Linked DNA regions of Mus musculus: region 1 is linked to region 2. Evidence: chromatin contacts called from public Hi-C data. All regions are on one chromosome and are shown on one strand. Each heading gives the region's core, a stretch centred on a gene start, on an enhancer-like site or on the middle of the called end of the contact. The rest is flanking DNA. Distances are from core to core; before and after follow the strand shown.

What was found. A called contact is a pair of places that touch in the nucleus more often than the background predicts.
Region 1: a Hi-C map of myocytes shows a contact between it and region 2, with 3 times the contacts expected there. The contact joins two enhancer-like sites. A contact is called at or near these places in 1 of 15 datasets of contacts at CTCF or cohesin (the NIH/3T3 cell line) and 2 of 484 Hi-C or Micro-C datasets (myocytes and nephron progenitors).

The regions. Positions count from the first base shown.
Region 1 is chr1:193,621,087-193,628,042 of GRCm38.p6, reverse strand. No RefSeq gene overlaps it. Among named protein-coding and RNA genes, the nearest start is that of Gm31870, 31 kb to the left of the region's middle. Within about 2 kb of position 2,297, at least 22 of the 459 cell types and tissues checked have an H3K27ac peak or open chromatin away from gene starts, as enhancers often do. A contact at or near this core is called in myocytes, where this site is marked.
Region 2 is chr1:193,396,198-193,403,145 of GRCm38.p6, reverse strand. No RefSeq gene overlaps it. Among named protein-coding and RNA genes, the nearest start is that of Camk1g, 29 kb to the right of the region's middle. Within about 2 kb of position 4,210, at least 42 of the 459 cell types and tissues checked have an H3K27ac peak or open chromatin away from gene starts, as enhancers often do. A contact at or near this core is called in myocytes, where this site is marked.

The sequences.
Region 1 (6,956 bases), core at 1,048-3,547, 230 kb before region 2:
CAGATGACAGCAGAGGAAAAGAGAAGGAAGGCAAAGTGGTCCCTGCTCTCCTGAGAGAGGAGGGAGGGAGACGGCTAATACATCACTGGCTGCTGCTGAACGGTTTACAAAAATCCGGTTATATTTTTTAATCATCTTGCATTTTAGACCTTTAAAGTACAAATATGGATTTCAAACATATCAAGGGAACAAATTAACTTAGAAAAATGGTAATGCTTTCCAAGGTTGCACCTGCCACGAATTGCTCCAAGTTTGCATTTTCCCCAGGTCTCTGGTGTGTCATTAGGCCAGATTGATTACGCTCCTCCCCCGAACGGCTTCCCCATTAGAGGGTTATTGTATGGAAATTAATGGAAGGTTGGGAACATTTTTTTGCAGCTGCAGTAGTTGGAGTCAGTTTTGATTAAGCGATAGAAACGCGGCAGACGGGGAGATCTCTTTGCTTTAGCTGCCTTCTTCATTATCACTGAGTCGAGCCGAGCGCTAGCTCTGCTCCCTGTGTGGATCTGTGGCTGCCTTTCTGATGATGCTGTTTACACTAACTCATCCCTGTATTCTTTTTAATGTCTCCCAACTCGATCTCGGCATTAGCGCTCAAATTTGACGGGCAATGTAAAACTACTCTATCTATCCCTCCTTCCCTCTGCATGCCAGGGTCCCTCCTCCCTATACCCCTACTTCAGAGCTGCTCTTTGAAGATGCAAGAATAGGGCTAATATTGTTGTTCTCAACCACTCCATCCTACTTATCCCTTAAGAGAAACTACTGAAGAGCCCTAAAGCAGCAATCAAAGTCATAGCAGCCCCGGGGGACCAAAAGGTGCAAATTGAGCCTTGGACTGGCTGTTCAGCTGTTCAGAGTGCTGAAGAGTGAGAGCTGACAGCTTTCCTCTCCTCTGGACCTGTCAAGAGCTTGCCAACATCCCAGAAAAACTGGAGCTCTAGCAGATTAGGAGTTGATCTGCTTGTCACAAGGGGTCAATGTCAGTCTGCAGCAGTTGAGAGCAACTAGAACTGACAAAACAGGAAGAAAATGATGGAAGACATGGTGCCTGCAGAGGGACTGGAGGCAGGATTGGAGAGTCTATACAGGGTAGGGGTAGGGATGATGTTGCCTTCCCAGCCTGGTCCCTATAGATCTCTTCTTGCTCTTCTTTTCCACATGGTACAGTCTTCTTTCTTTCTTTATTTCTTTCTTTCTTTCTTTCTTTCTTTCTTTCTTCCTTCCTTCCTTCCTTCCTTCCTTCCTTCCTCTCTCTCTCTCTCTCTCTCTCTCTCTCTCTCTCTCTCTCTCTCTCTTTTTTTCTATTTTTTCCTCTCTCTTCTATTTTGTAACTTTAGAGCATCTCTGCCAGGTATTGTACTAGATGCTGAAGCCGAAAAATGACAAAGTTGGATAGAGAAGGCCAATATGTAAACAATGACAACAAAATAAATGATTTGTGAAGCACTGATAAGTCCTCCATCGATATATTTAATTGCTTTGGGAAAACAGCAAAGTAAACAAACTGGATCTAGATCTGCCTGTCTCTAGATCTAGATCTGCCTGGATCTAGAAAGAGGGAAGAGGAGAGGAGATAGTCCAGATGAGGCAGCCCTACAACTGGTGGTACAGAATGTGGAATTCTGGGGGAGAGGCCAGCATGAGTTAAAGGGCAGAAGATAAAGGCATGCACACACAGAGAACAGTGCTCTTGTGGTTAGCTGGGATGTTCAGAGCAAACAGTGATGGGAGAAGATGAGAGTAAAGAACCAGAGATTGATAGTGAGCAAGGCACATTAAGAACCTGGAATGGAACAGTGAAGACTCTGGGGGCCCTGGAGGGATTTTAGCTAACACTAATTTACTAACTTGGAAAGTTTTAGTAACATCATTACTATGCTGTTTTAGAAAGTGCACACTAACAGTGGGGTAAGAGAGAGACAGATGTCATGGGAGCTCATACCAGAGCAGAAGGTTGGGGTAAGTACTCACAAAACCTCTAAAATCCTCCGACCAAAAGAAGGTCCAAACTTGTCATAAACCAATCCCAGAATCCTCTATGCCAAGGACATGTTTTAAAAGTTAACTTTTAAGAACCACACATGTCATTCTTTAGTAAGTTTCTAGACATGACTGAATAACACTCTCTGCCTCTAGCTAGTGAGGACAAGGGTCAACCTAAAATAGATATTTGCCAGTGGTCAAGATTGGACTCTTGGTTCCCAGCATGATTGATGCTTCTAGGACAACCTCCAAGTGGGTCACACAGCCCACACCGCCAACCTATGAATCATCTCCTTAATCCAGGGAGAAAATTAGCCTCAGCCTTTGAAGAGTGACGTCTGCCCCTGAGCTACAGTCCTTCTGCTGAGCAAGAACAGGCCTGATTTCCCTCTCTGAGACTCAGCTTCTGTTTAGGGAACATTTACATTCCCCAAATCTGCCCCACTCCTGCTGGGCACCTACTCAGATCACTTCCTTATCACAGAGCCTATGTCTCAGGCCCCCACCTTCCACACCAGCCATACTGGGATAAGCAGCTGCCTCGGAGAAAACCTGGGGTTACAGAAAAAAGCAACAGCCAATTGACCGAAGCTATCTCACATTCCGCCTGCTTTAAGCAGGCTGGGGATTAACTGCGGACAGCTCCGAAATGATATAGTAGGAGGCAATTTCTCTTTTCCCTCATGGGCAGCCACCTTCCACCTGGCAGAGTAATCCTCAAGGCTGGTTTGGGAATGCAGCTCATCTAGGTTCCTTTAATAGCCTTAAAGGGACAAGCTGCTTTACCAAGGTCGAGGATTTATGACCCTGATAGCAACCTCTAGAGGAAAGTAGGAAGCATGCAGCTCAGGGCTCTCCTTCCCATCCCACGAGACATTCAGCTATAAATTCCTCTCTCTCTCTCTCTCTCTCTCTCTCTCTCTCTCTCTCTCTCTCTCTCTCTCTCTCTCTCCTCTCCTCTCCTCTCCTCTCCTCTCTCCTCCCTCTCTCCTCTCTCTCCTCTCCTCTCCTCTCTCCTCTCTCCTCTCTCCTCCTCTCTCCTCCTCTCTCCTCTCTCCTCTCTCCTCTCTCCTCTCTCCTCTCTCCTCTCTCCTCTCTCCCCTCTCCCCTCTCCCCTCTCCCCTCTCCTCTCTCCTCTCTCTCTCTCTCTCTCTCTCTCTCTCTCTCTCTCTCCTCTCTCCTCTCTTCCTCACTCTTTTCTGTCTCTTTCCACACACATTAGAATAGTAAAAAGTCTGACAAAATGCCTGAAGACTCACAAGTATTGTTGCAAGAGTGAAGTTGAGGCTATTTTGTCCCCTGGAGAGCCTGGGGTGCTTACCCTGGGTTTAGTTGCTCAAGTGAACTGCCACCTACTGCTTTGAAAAGCACATGATGCCAGGTCAAAGTGCCTCACAGGTTGAAGAAATGGCTGTTTTGGAAACAGGACTATAATTATACCAAGTTTATGAAAGACCTCACAGTTGAACACCCATCCCTGATCCCACTTGGGGTGCCTGTTCTATACAAGATCAGAGCTCAGTGAGCATTAAGGGCACGGGGTGGGGGGCTGATTAAGATTCTGGAAGGAAAAGACAAGGTCATGTGTCAGCAGCCTTCTACTACAGACAAGGGTATGGGTGTAGGTAATACTGGGCAGCATCATGATGAATGTCCAGTCTTTAGCCATCAGCCAGCTGAGCTACAGAGTGCAGATCTGGCCACACTGAGTGTTAAGTACTAGATTTCAAGGAGAGCAGATCCCTAAGATGCCAGATGGGTCAGCAGGGAATATGATGAGGGCAGTTTAGGAATTCAGATAAATGATTGATTTCTAACTGCCATAAAGATCCTTTGATATTTCAATAACCCCCTAGATCAAGTAACAACACTAATTGGTCATGAACTAGAGCCAAAGTTAAGCAGGCATCAGATGATCAGGTGAGTTGATCTAAAGGGGCAGTAGGAAGAGCCATCACCAGGGGCTAGAAAGGACAAGAGCCAGTCTGTGCCAGGAACAGGTACCCAATCAGAATCACAGACTTGGATTTTAGAACTGACTCCATCTCTTTCTATTAACCCTGGGACGTTAGATAAAACAAATATGGCCGATACAATGTGGAATGAAGAAGCACTGCAGTGCAAGACAGGCAGGCTCAGACCAAGGAAGGCTGTGCCAAGCCCAGAGATGTGAATCTGAAAACCACACCAGAAAGAAGGCAATAACACCAGAATCACAGGGTAATAATAATGTCAGAGGAGGCAGACTTTGAGCTCCTGGGCATCATGTCCCTGAGTAGATGTTTGGCTAGAGATTTAAACACCGTTGTTGTCACGTGCCCAGAAGGAAAATGCCACCAGCAACATTTAACAGCCCTGGTTTAATAATAAATCACCATGGCACAGAAAATGGAGTAAGGGGTGAAAAACAATAGATTATTTGTTTTGGCTTCTTTTTAAGAAATGAATTTGAGTTGTGGGTGTATCTGAGAAGATGGAGGGGTGATTGGGGGTGAATATGATATAAATGTATGAATTCTCAAAGAATTAATAAAAAACTTTATAAATTTTTAAAAAGAAATGTGCTCAGAGCAAGAATGTAAAAGAATGGTTCCCTTCCTCATAAAGCCACTGTCCACAGATCACTAAATTTCTGGGTATGGGGTGAATACACACTTTAGTGTAAGGAACTTTCCTCCCCCTGCCCCGTGTGTATGAGTATATGTAAGAGTATGTAAGTGTATTGTGTGAATGTGTGTATGTGTGTATGTATGTGTAAGAGAAAGTGTGTATGTATGTGACTGTGTTTGTGTGTGAGAGTATGTGAGTGTGTGAGTGTGTGAATGTGTGTGAGTGTATTGTGTGAGTATATGTGAATGTGTGTGAATATGTGATTTAGAGTGTGTGTGTATGTGTATGTGTGAGAGAGAGACAGAGACAGAGACAGAGACAGAGACAGAGACAGAGACAGAGACAGAGACAGAGGGGGTGGAACCACAAATCAAGGACTTCACATGCTAGCAAATGCTCTGGCACTTGGCTCCTGTCTTCTGCAGGCCACAGAGCTAAAACAGTGTGAATGCTACTACATGCATCCATGTGGCTGACAAAGGACAGAAACCTCAAGCTTGTATGTGCTCACACGTTTGCAGCTTTGTCACTGATGGCCATGGAGGTCAGGGACTCCCTCAGAAACCTCCCGCTGAAGCTTGCCCCAATTACAGTGACACCCACTGATGATCCTTTCTCTGAGGAATCATGGGGCACAGAGAGAATCACCTTGTATTCTTCCAAATCCTGTCAGACCTGCTACCTCACTTCTTCTGCTAAAATAAATCTAAATCCCATGAGGCTGTGGCCTGGCCTGCTGTACTGTTGATGCTGTGGTTCTTGTTTTCAGCCACACACAGAATATTCTTCTGCATACATAGATGGGAGGAGGGAATAAATGACTCATGATTCAAAGTCCACTAAATGAATGCATTCTGTAACCCAGATGCTGAGTCAAAACAAGGGGGACAGTAGAGATAAAACTACTACTACTATATCCAGCTACCCAGTACATAGATGCTGACAGTGGGTGCAGAGAATGTCACGGACACCAACAGAATTCTTAGCTTTAGCCTACCCCCGTGTGTGTGTGTGTGTGTGTGTGTGTGTGTGTGTATGTGTGTTTGTGTATGAGGGTATGTTTTTGTGAGTATGCGAGTGTATGAGTATATATTTGTGTGTGTGAGTGTATATGAGTGTGTGAATATGTGAGAATTATGTGAGTGTGTATGAGTGTGAGTGTATATGTGTATGAGTATGTAAGTATGTATGCGAGTGTATGTAAGTGTGTATGAGTGTGTAAGTGTGTGAGTATGTATGTGAGTGTATGTGTGTATGTGAGTGTGTAAGTGTGTGTGTAAGTATGCATGTGAGTGTGTTTGTGTATGTGCATGAATGTGTGTGAGTATATGTGCAAGTGTGTGGGTGTGGGTGTATGTGTGTATGAGTGTGTGTATGAGTATGTATGTGTGGATGAGTATGTGTGAGTATGTGCATGAGTGTGTGTGAATATGTATATGAGTGTGTATGAGTATATATGTGAGTGTGTATGCATGTGTGAGTGTGTGTTAGTATATGTGAGTTGTGTGAGTGAGTGTGTGTGAGTATGTGTATGTATGAGTGTGTGTGCATGTATGTAAGTGTGTGTATGTACATGTTAGATTCACAAACCAAGGGCTTCACACACATTAGGCAAGTATTCTACTATTGGATCACACACTCAGTCTACAAACCTGCAGCCTTTTAGTCTTTGTCACAGATAGGTGTGGCAGTGCCCCCACCACCACCAATCACACACCAGAGGAAGAAGGCAGGATGACTCCGGAAACACAAATCCTCCACGTCCCTAGTGCCTAACCATTTTACATCACATCTCTGACTTTCCCCAGCCTGGCCAGAAGTCTCCGGAGAAATGCAGGACAATATTGCATCTATAAAATAAGAACACAAGTCTATTTAAAAAGAAGTATAAAGAAACGATTGGAAACTGGAGGATTAGACAGCCTCAAAATGTACAAATAAAAAATAAAAACCTGAACAGAGATATAAAAATGAGGATATAGCCATGCCAGCTGAGATCCAGCTTTAGTCAGAGGAATTCTGGAGTCTAGGACAGAGTCAAAGGGAGAGAAGTAGCAGGACAAATTGCCAAAAAGCAAACAGAGACATCTCAAAATGTAAATGCCAGCAAAATCCTAAGGAAGCAGCTTACAGGAAGAATGAGGACAGAGCACCTAAACAGACATGTCTGAAATTTTAGGATAGTAAGCTTAAGGAGATCAGGCCTTCTCAAAAAGATAGGGAACAAAATAAAATAGAGCACTGATAAGACAGCAAGATTCTAAACATCGCTTAGCATCAGTAAGGGATATTGTATATTACCCACTGTGGTTTACTTTCTTGATATGAGCACTGGTGGACATGTCTCCTCCATTCTGACA
Region 2 (6,948 bases), core at 2,961-5,460:
CAGGGGCCTGGCCACTCCGTGAGGCAATCTGGCTCAGTGGGCAGCACCTACCCAGCATACTTTAAAGGGAACTCTGTTTGCCATTAAAATGAGGACAGGATTTGAAGAGTTAAGGATTTGCCCAGACTCTCAGCCCAGGTTCTGAAGTCCTGGAAACTCACCTACCCTGCTCTCTCTCCCTCTCCTCTCTTGCCCTTTGATCCAGGTTTCTCCCTTCCCTTACAAGGATGCTGCTGTCCCTGGTGGGCCAGCATTCATGTAAATAACCTCTCCTAAATACACTCAATGAAAAATCAATTACATAGCAAAGTGGCTGAGGTTTGGATAAACAACCTAATTGTTCCCTCTGGGGCTGCTGGCTGGGAGATCCCAGTTGAGAGAAGAAAGAAAGCTAACATTCATTAAAGCCCAGCCTTGGGCTCTCACAGCAGCTTGAGCCCCATGGCCAGGCCTCCATGGGACCTCAGGGGAGATGCTGGCCCCCTGTACTCCTGCAAAGGAGACTGAGACCCTCTGGATCAGAGCTGACCTCTGGCTCAGCCTACTAGAAGACTCAGGTACCCCACACATACACCCCACCAGCAACCCTCCTAGCTGACCACATTTCCTCCTGAAAGGCCACCCTGCCTGTGCCCACTTGTGAGTTCTGTTCAAACTCAGACTTTCTTTCTCTTAAGTCAAGGCACTGACTCTCTCGTGACAAAGATCCTAGAAAGATGTTGCTTGACTTTTCTTCAGGGGATGTGAACAAATGTCTGCTTGGCTCAGATAGGGATCCAACAAAAGACCAAAGAAAGGATTTCATTCCAGTCTAGTTTGGTAGACAATGAGTTGAGTTAGGGTTACTTATAGAGGCATCACTAATTTATGTGCTGCACCATGAAGAGAATACTCTCTCCTAGCAACTGTTAGCTGCCCATCAGTCCCCGGGGAAGGGAGGGTCTCTGGGGTCCTGGCTATGCTCTATGATGGAAGGTTAGTGGATCTCCTTTGTGTAATCACAGATGCTGAGGGCCCAAGAGGGTCATGCCTGGAGGACAGCATTCTACAATAGAAGCCACATAAACCTGCGTCCTGGGCTGAAGAAGATGTGGACAGAAGAAGGCTGGAAGAAGAGTCACCTTCACTCAGGAAACCTTGAGAAGAAGCTGTGTGCCCCGAAGTCCACACTCCAGCTTGCTCCCAGCTGGAATCATCTATGTGCCAAGGGTGACAGATGGGTATCCAAGGTTAAATGAACACAATTCAGTTCCAAGCCTGGCCTCTGGGGGAACACATGAGCACATCTGCCAGTTATGGACGACAAACTGTCCCCAGGTCTGACCATACAGCCACGGGAGCAATGGAATAATTGAGAGAACCCTGAGCAGACTGGAGACACCCAATGCCATTTCTCACGCGCACACGCACGCGTGTATGTGTGTGTGTGTGTGTGTATGTGTGTGTGTGTGTGTGTGTGTGTGTGTGTGTGTGTGTGTGAGAGAGAGAGAGAGAGAGAGAGAGAGAGACCTTACATGAGTGTGCTCCCAAATCTTCTTATCCAAATACATTTGCAAAACATTGCAAACACTATGTAGTTTTCCACATTGTCTGTCATCAGTGTCCATATTAACAGCCTCTAGCAGAAAAACCTGTTCCCACCCATCTCTAACCTGGCACTTCAGGACCCACATCTCCGCCACCCCCAGCATGGGCCACAGCACATGCATATTCAAGCACAGAAGCAGCAGAAAGCATCTTTTCACACCTCGTGAAACCATATTCTTCCAGGTGTTTCTGAGCACGTCTGACATAAACTCATAAGCCTCCACTTATTGAAACTCAGAAATGCCAACACCTGAGCCGTTCAGTCCAAACCATCAATCATGCGTTTAATATCATGGGCGACACAACAATTGTACTTTCTGTTTAGTTGCTGATGCTCAGGAGAGATAAAAGCACAGCAGCCATGCAGAGAAGCATCCACACTCCTCAAGGCCCCGCCGAGTGTGTGCCCTCCAGCTGCCCACCACTCCTTGGTGTCTGTCTCGTCTATGTCGATCCAGTCTATGCCCTGTGGTGAGTTATGTCTCCTCTAGCTCTCCTTAGAAGTCTCCCAAGGACTCAAACAAAAAGCCAAAATGTGCAAGAATTAGCTGGTAGAAGAGGCGTGGCTGGACGCAGAAGCCCAGCAGCCATTATCATCTCCTGTATGTAGTGAGTCTGCAGCCAAGCAAACCTGAGACCCACCAGAACACAGCCATCAAAGGAGTCCTTTCCCACTGAAAAATCCTGCTAACACTGACTAAGTCCCTTCCTCACACAAAAAACTTAACTCCTGTCAAGAGAAACACCAATGAATTCCTGAAGGTATCAATGACTGATACTTTTTCCTGAAAATAATTATATCGAAATGCTCTTCCTCGCCTATCTAATACTCCTAGCTCATCTGTCTTTATATATATATATATATATAACTAACCACAGACCAAAGAAACAATTCCACTGTGGTAAGAGTTACTTGTGGGAACATGTGTGACTCAGACAGCTGCCTAGGCAGAAAGCTGATAGAATCATGGAAGCTGAGTCCCTAGAGTTCCCTGTATGCCCTGGAGACAACTGTTTCACAAAAGAGGAAGGGGAGGGACCTGGTAAGTCACATGACTCTCCTGTGTCACTCATGAGCCATCAACAAGGAATGTTTCAACAGATTTTAGTCTACTCTGAGATTCTCTGTCATCTGTTTCACATATTCATACAGTGTGGTCATGTGATTTATCATAAAATATATTGTTGCCAGATTGTCATTGTTATTCATTTATGCAGCTCCATACTTAGTTAACTTGGAGACAAGGTCTCATGTATCCTAGGCTAGCCTCAACCTTTCTATGTAGTCAATCAAAGCTGATTCCCCCTGCCTCCACTTCCTGACCACTAGGATTACTATGCCACCATGCCCAGCTTATTCTGGCTGGGGATCAAGGGCTTTGCAGATGTTAGGCAAGCATTCTACCAACCTAGCTCCATCCCCCTACCTAACCTAGGGCTTAATACATACTGAAAGTATAAGAACTCTAGTGTGGAGCTATACCTCCATCCCTATATCAGATCAATTATGAATAAAAAAACCTTATTGCCTTCAGTGATTCCTGCCTTGTATTCATCCTTTCTGTATGAAGATCTGAGTCCCAGACCTGCCATTTTCTTCTCTCTAAAGAACTCCTAACATTCTGTCAAGGGCAATAGTCTCCCTTATCTTGTGTCTACCTGAGATAGTCTGTCTCCTCTTCTGTAGGATCGCTCTTAGGTCAGAGTCTTAGCTGGTGGTTGTCTTCTCAACACTCTACATGCTTGACCCTCCTGTACTCCGCTTGCATGGTTTCCATAATGACCCTGATATAATTTTTACTTCAATTCTTTGCTAAGAATGATACTTCCCTTTCTGGCATCTTTGAAGAACATTTTCTCGTCTTTGGCCCTTAGCATTCTGAATCTGGTGTGCCTACATGTACACTTTTGGGGATACCCCACTTGGTATTCACTGAGCTTCCTAGATCTGGGATTTGGCATCTGTCTCTAATTTTAGAAAGTTCTGACCCATGCTAGATGCAGATATTCTCTCTGGCCCTCCCTCCTTTTCTTCCTGGTTTCTGGAAACATGTGGGCTCTATCCTCACAGTGAGATCCATATGCTGGAGACATCATTGTCTGAGAAGCTGTGCAATACAGATAACCTGAGCTTACACTAGCCCAGACCCTGACCCTAGGACCCAGCATCTTAGTGCTTAGTGCTTAGTGCTTAGTGAGCAGTGAGCAGTGAGCAGTGAGCAGTGACAGCCTTTCTGTGCAGATTTTGCATGCAGAAGTCTGAGAGCTATTAGCAGAAGTGTGACCGTGACCTGGAGCCACATAGCATGCCACAGTGGTGACAGAGGAAAGGGGAGCTTTGACCACTGGGAACAACTGTGAGCCTGGAAAAAGTCAATAACACTTTGTACTGGGCCTCATGTGCCTTCAGTGAGGTCTAAAGAACGACATGATACTAAGTCCTAGTGTGCTACCTAGTCTTCTGCCTTCCCTTAACTCTTTTCCCAGACAGCAACCCCCATACTAGACTTTAAAATACCCTGGGAGCTAATTGAAGATGACTTTAGACCTGCTAAGCTAGAATCTCTACTAAATCATACTTAGCAAATCCCCTGGGTGTTATGACTCAGCCAGTGCATGACCTGGGGGTATGACATCACTTATGGAGCCTGAAAGTCTAGCCTGTGAGTTAAAGCTCAACACTACCCCATCCCCAAACCCATCTGATATGCCCAGCCATGCTTAAACAACCTCTGATTTAGCTTCCTTCCTTTCCTCCCCAGGAAGGAAGGAAGGAGCCTTTCATACCCTCAGAGGAGTTCTCCAGGGCCTCAGAACTGAGTGTCAGATCCTATGCAACTTCCCTGAATGCCTATAAAGTTATCAAGCACAGTATGTAATGCCCCTGGATTTTGTGACACTGGTTAATAGATACACTGCCTCAAAGATATAGCCATTTTGCTCCTCCTAGCTCATCAACCCCTGGAAGTCAACTATGGAGATGTGACCTCTCTCAGAGGTTCCAATTTGTCACCTTCTGTCTTGTTAGGGTTTTGTTGCTTTGAGGAGACACCAGGACCACAGCAACTCTCATAAAGGAAAACATTAAGGAGCTGGCTTACAGGTTCAAAAGTTTAATCCATTATCATCACGGCAGGAATCATGGCAGTGTGCAGGCAGACATGGTGGTGGAGATGCTGAGAGTTCTACATCTTGATCCACAAGCAGCAGAAAGGAACCATGTGCCACACTAGGTATAGCTTAAGCAAAAGAGACCTCAAAGCCTGTCCTGACAGTAACACACTTCCTCCAATAAGGCCATCCCTCTTAGTAGTGTAACTCCCTATGGCCAAGCGTTCACACATATGAGTCAATGGGGACCATACCTACTCAAAACACCACACCCTGAACCCCAGGTTCCCATAGGGCTAATGCCATCCTGCTCTATAGCTAGCACCCTGATTGTCTCCAGACTTTCATTAATTGACATCATAAGACTGCTTCTGCACCTCAGCCAGCATGCTCCAGTCCTACACCCTAACAAAGATACCATGTGAGGGCTAGCCTCTTGTCTGTCTGTCTGCCATTCCAACACCCCTAGCATTCCTGTCTGTTAGGGATCTGGAATCATGCTGGGGAGGTTTGCATATCCAAGTATCCAGACATGTGTCAATATGAAAGGGAACTCTGTTGGTCCTATAACTTTCCAGGGTAGATCATGTCCAATTTTTTCAACTTCTCATTCCCACAAGAGCAGGGGCTGGGCATTTGGGGTGTGCTGGAAACATTTCCTGTCAGGACCAGCTTAGGGTCAGGACTCTGCAAAGAGCTAATATCTTCTGTCACAGAGACCCCTTATTCCTCACACCCTCCAACCTTACTCCTGCCCCAGACTGCCATAAGCACCTGGCTCCCATACAAATTTAGAACACCCAATCCAAAGGGCTTCACAAATTCGACTTATTGAGTATCACCTGGTGATACTGAGTATCGCTAAGCCCAGAAACAACAACAGAAATGAGAAGATACCTGAGAACAATAATTATTAGAGATACCAGGCTGCTTAAAAGGCAAAGGAGGCTGGGACTTGGTTCAGTGAGAGATGGTAGGAGAATTATTCAGGAAGAAAGTAGAGTTTTACTTAAGCTGTGGGAAACTCACAGGTGATGTACAGGGAGAGCAAACAGGAAGCTGACAGAAGGCAGAAGGCAGCCTGGGCCAGCCAGGGGCTGTCTGAGAGGAGCAGGTGGCTTGAAGACCCATAGGAATAACAGGAGCCAAGGCTGCCATAAAGAGGACCAGGTGCCATACTACAGGCCAGGAATGTGGGCAGCAGACAGGTCCCAGAGTAACAGGCACCTCTCTCACCATGCACATATCTGCCCACATGCAGGCCTCTGCAGAATGTAAATCCCCTGGGCATACACTTCATGGGACAGCAGCCTCCAAAGCTACTGCTAGGGCCAACCCCAGAGGGTGACTGCCTGCCAGGACACACAGCAGTTTGACAGGCTCCTGGTGCTCAGATCAGATCTCTCTCCACCCAGAAAGCATAGCCCCCTCCTGAGCTTTTGCTCTTCAGAGCTCCCAAGAGTGAATGTCCAGACAGGACAGCTCTCTCTACCCTCTACCAGGGTTTCATAAGCTTCAGAGGCAAAGAGCTCTGTCCCTGTGGTGTTCCTCGTTGAATAATTCCTGGCTGTCTGCAGTAAGCTCTTTCATGTTCACAGTCCTCCTCCCACACTGACAGCAGCCTGGCTAAGCCACTATCCACTCACCTGGATAACTAGAACCTTCCCCCTGGTCTTTCTTCATTAGCCGGGCTCCTGCTCCTCTCTCCGTTTTCTGCAGAGAAGCCAGAGCAGGCTATCTTCAGCACAGTCCCACCAGGTCACATCCCCCTGTTAAGCCCTTTCCTAAGATTTCAGGGCACTTCACACTCCATTCCAGGACTGAGACATAATGCAGCCTCTGGCCTCTCTGGCCTTGGCTCTTACCAACCCTTCCTCAAACCCCATGCTCAACCATGAAATATCACTTTATTTCACCACATCTAGAGAGCCCTGGTTGCTTGTGTTTACGTGGAACATTCTCATCACCCCGGGTGGTGCTTGCCAATAGAAGGAGAACAAGAGCCTTGGGTATAGCCAAATTTTCAAAAAGCTATCATTAAAAAAATATAAAAAAATTTTTAAGAAGCAAAAGAATTGGACGGGGCTCCTGATTAGTAATACTACTCACAACTCCATCTTTCCCAGAGTTCCAATTTTATTATTTTATTTGACTCTTATCAAATGCATCCTTTCTTGTGCTATCTTTAGAACCTAGTATATATTTTACAAACCCAGCACACAAACTTGGGACAAGACTCCCATACTAGAT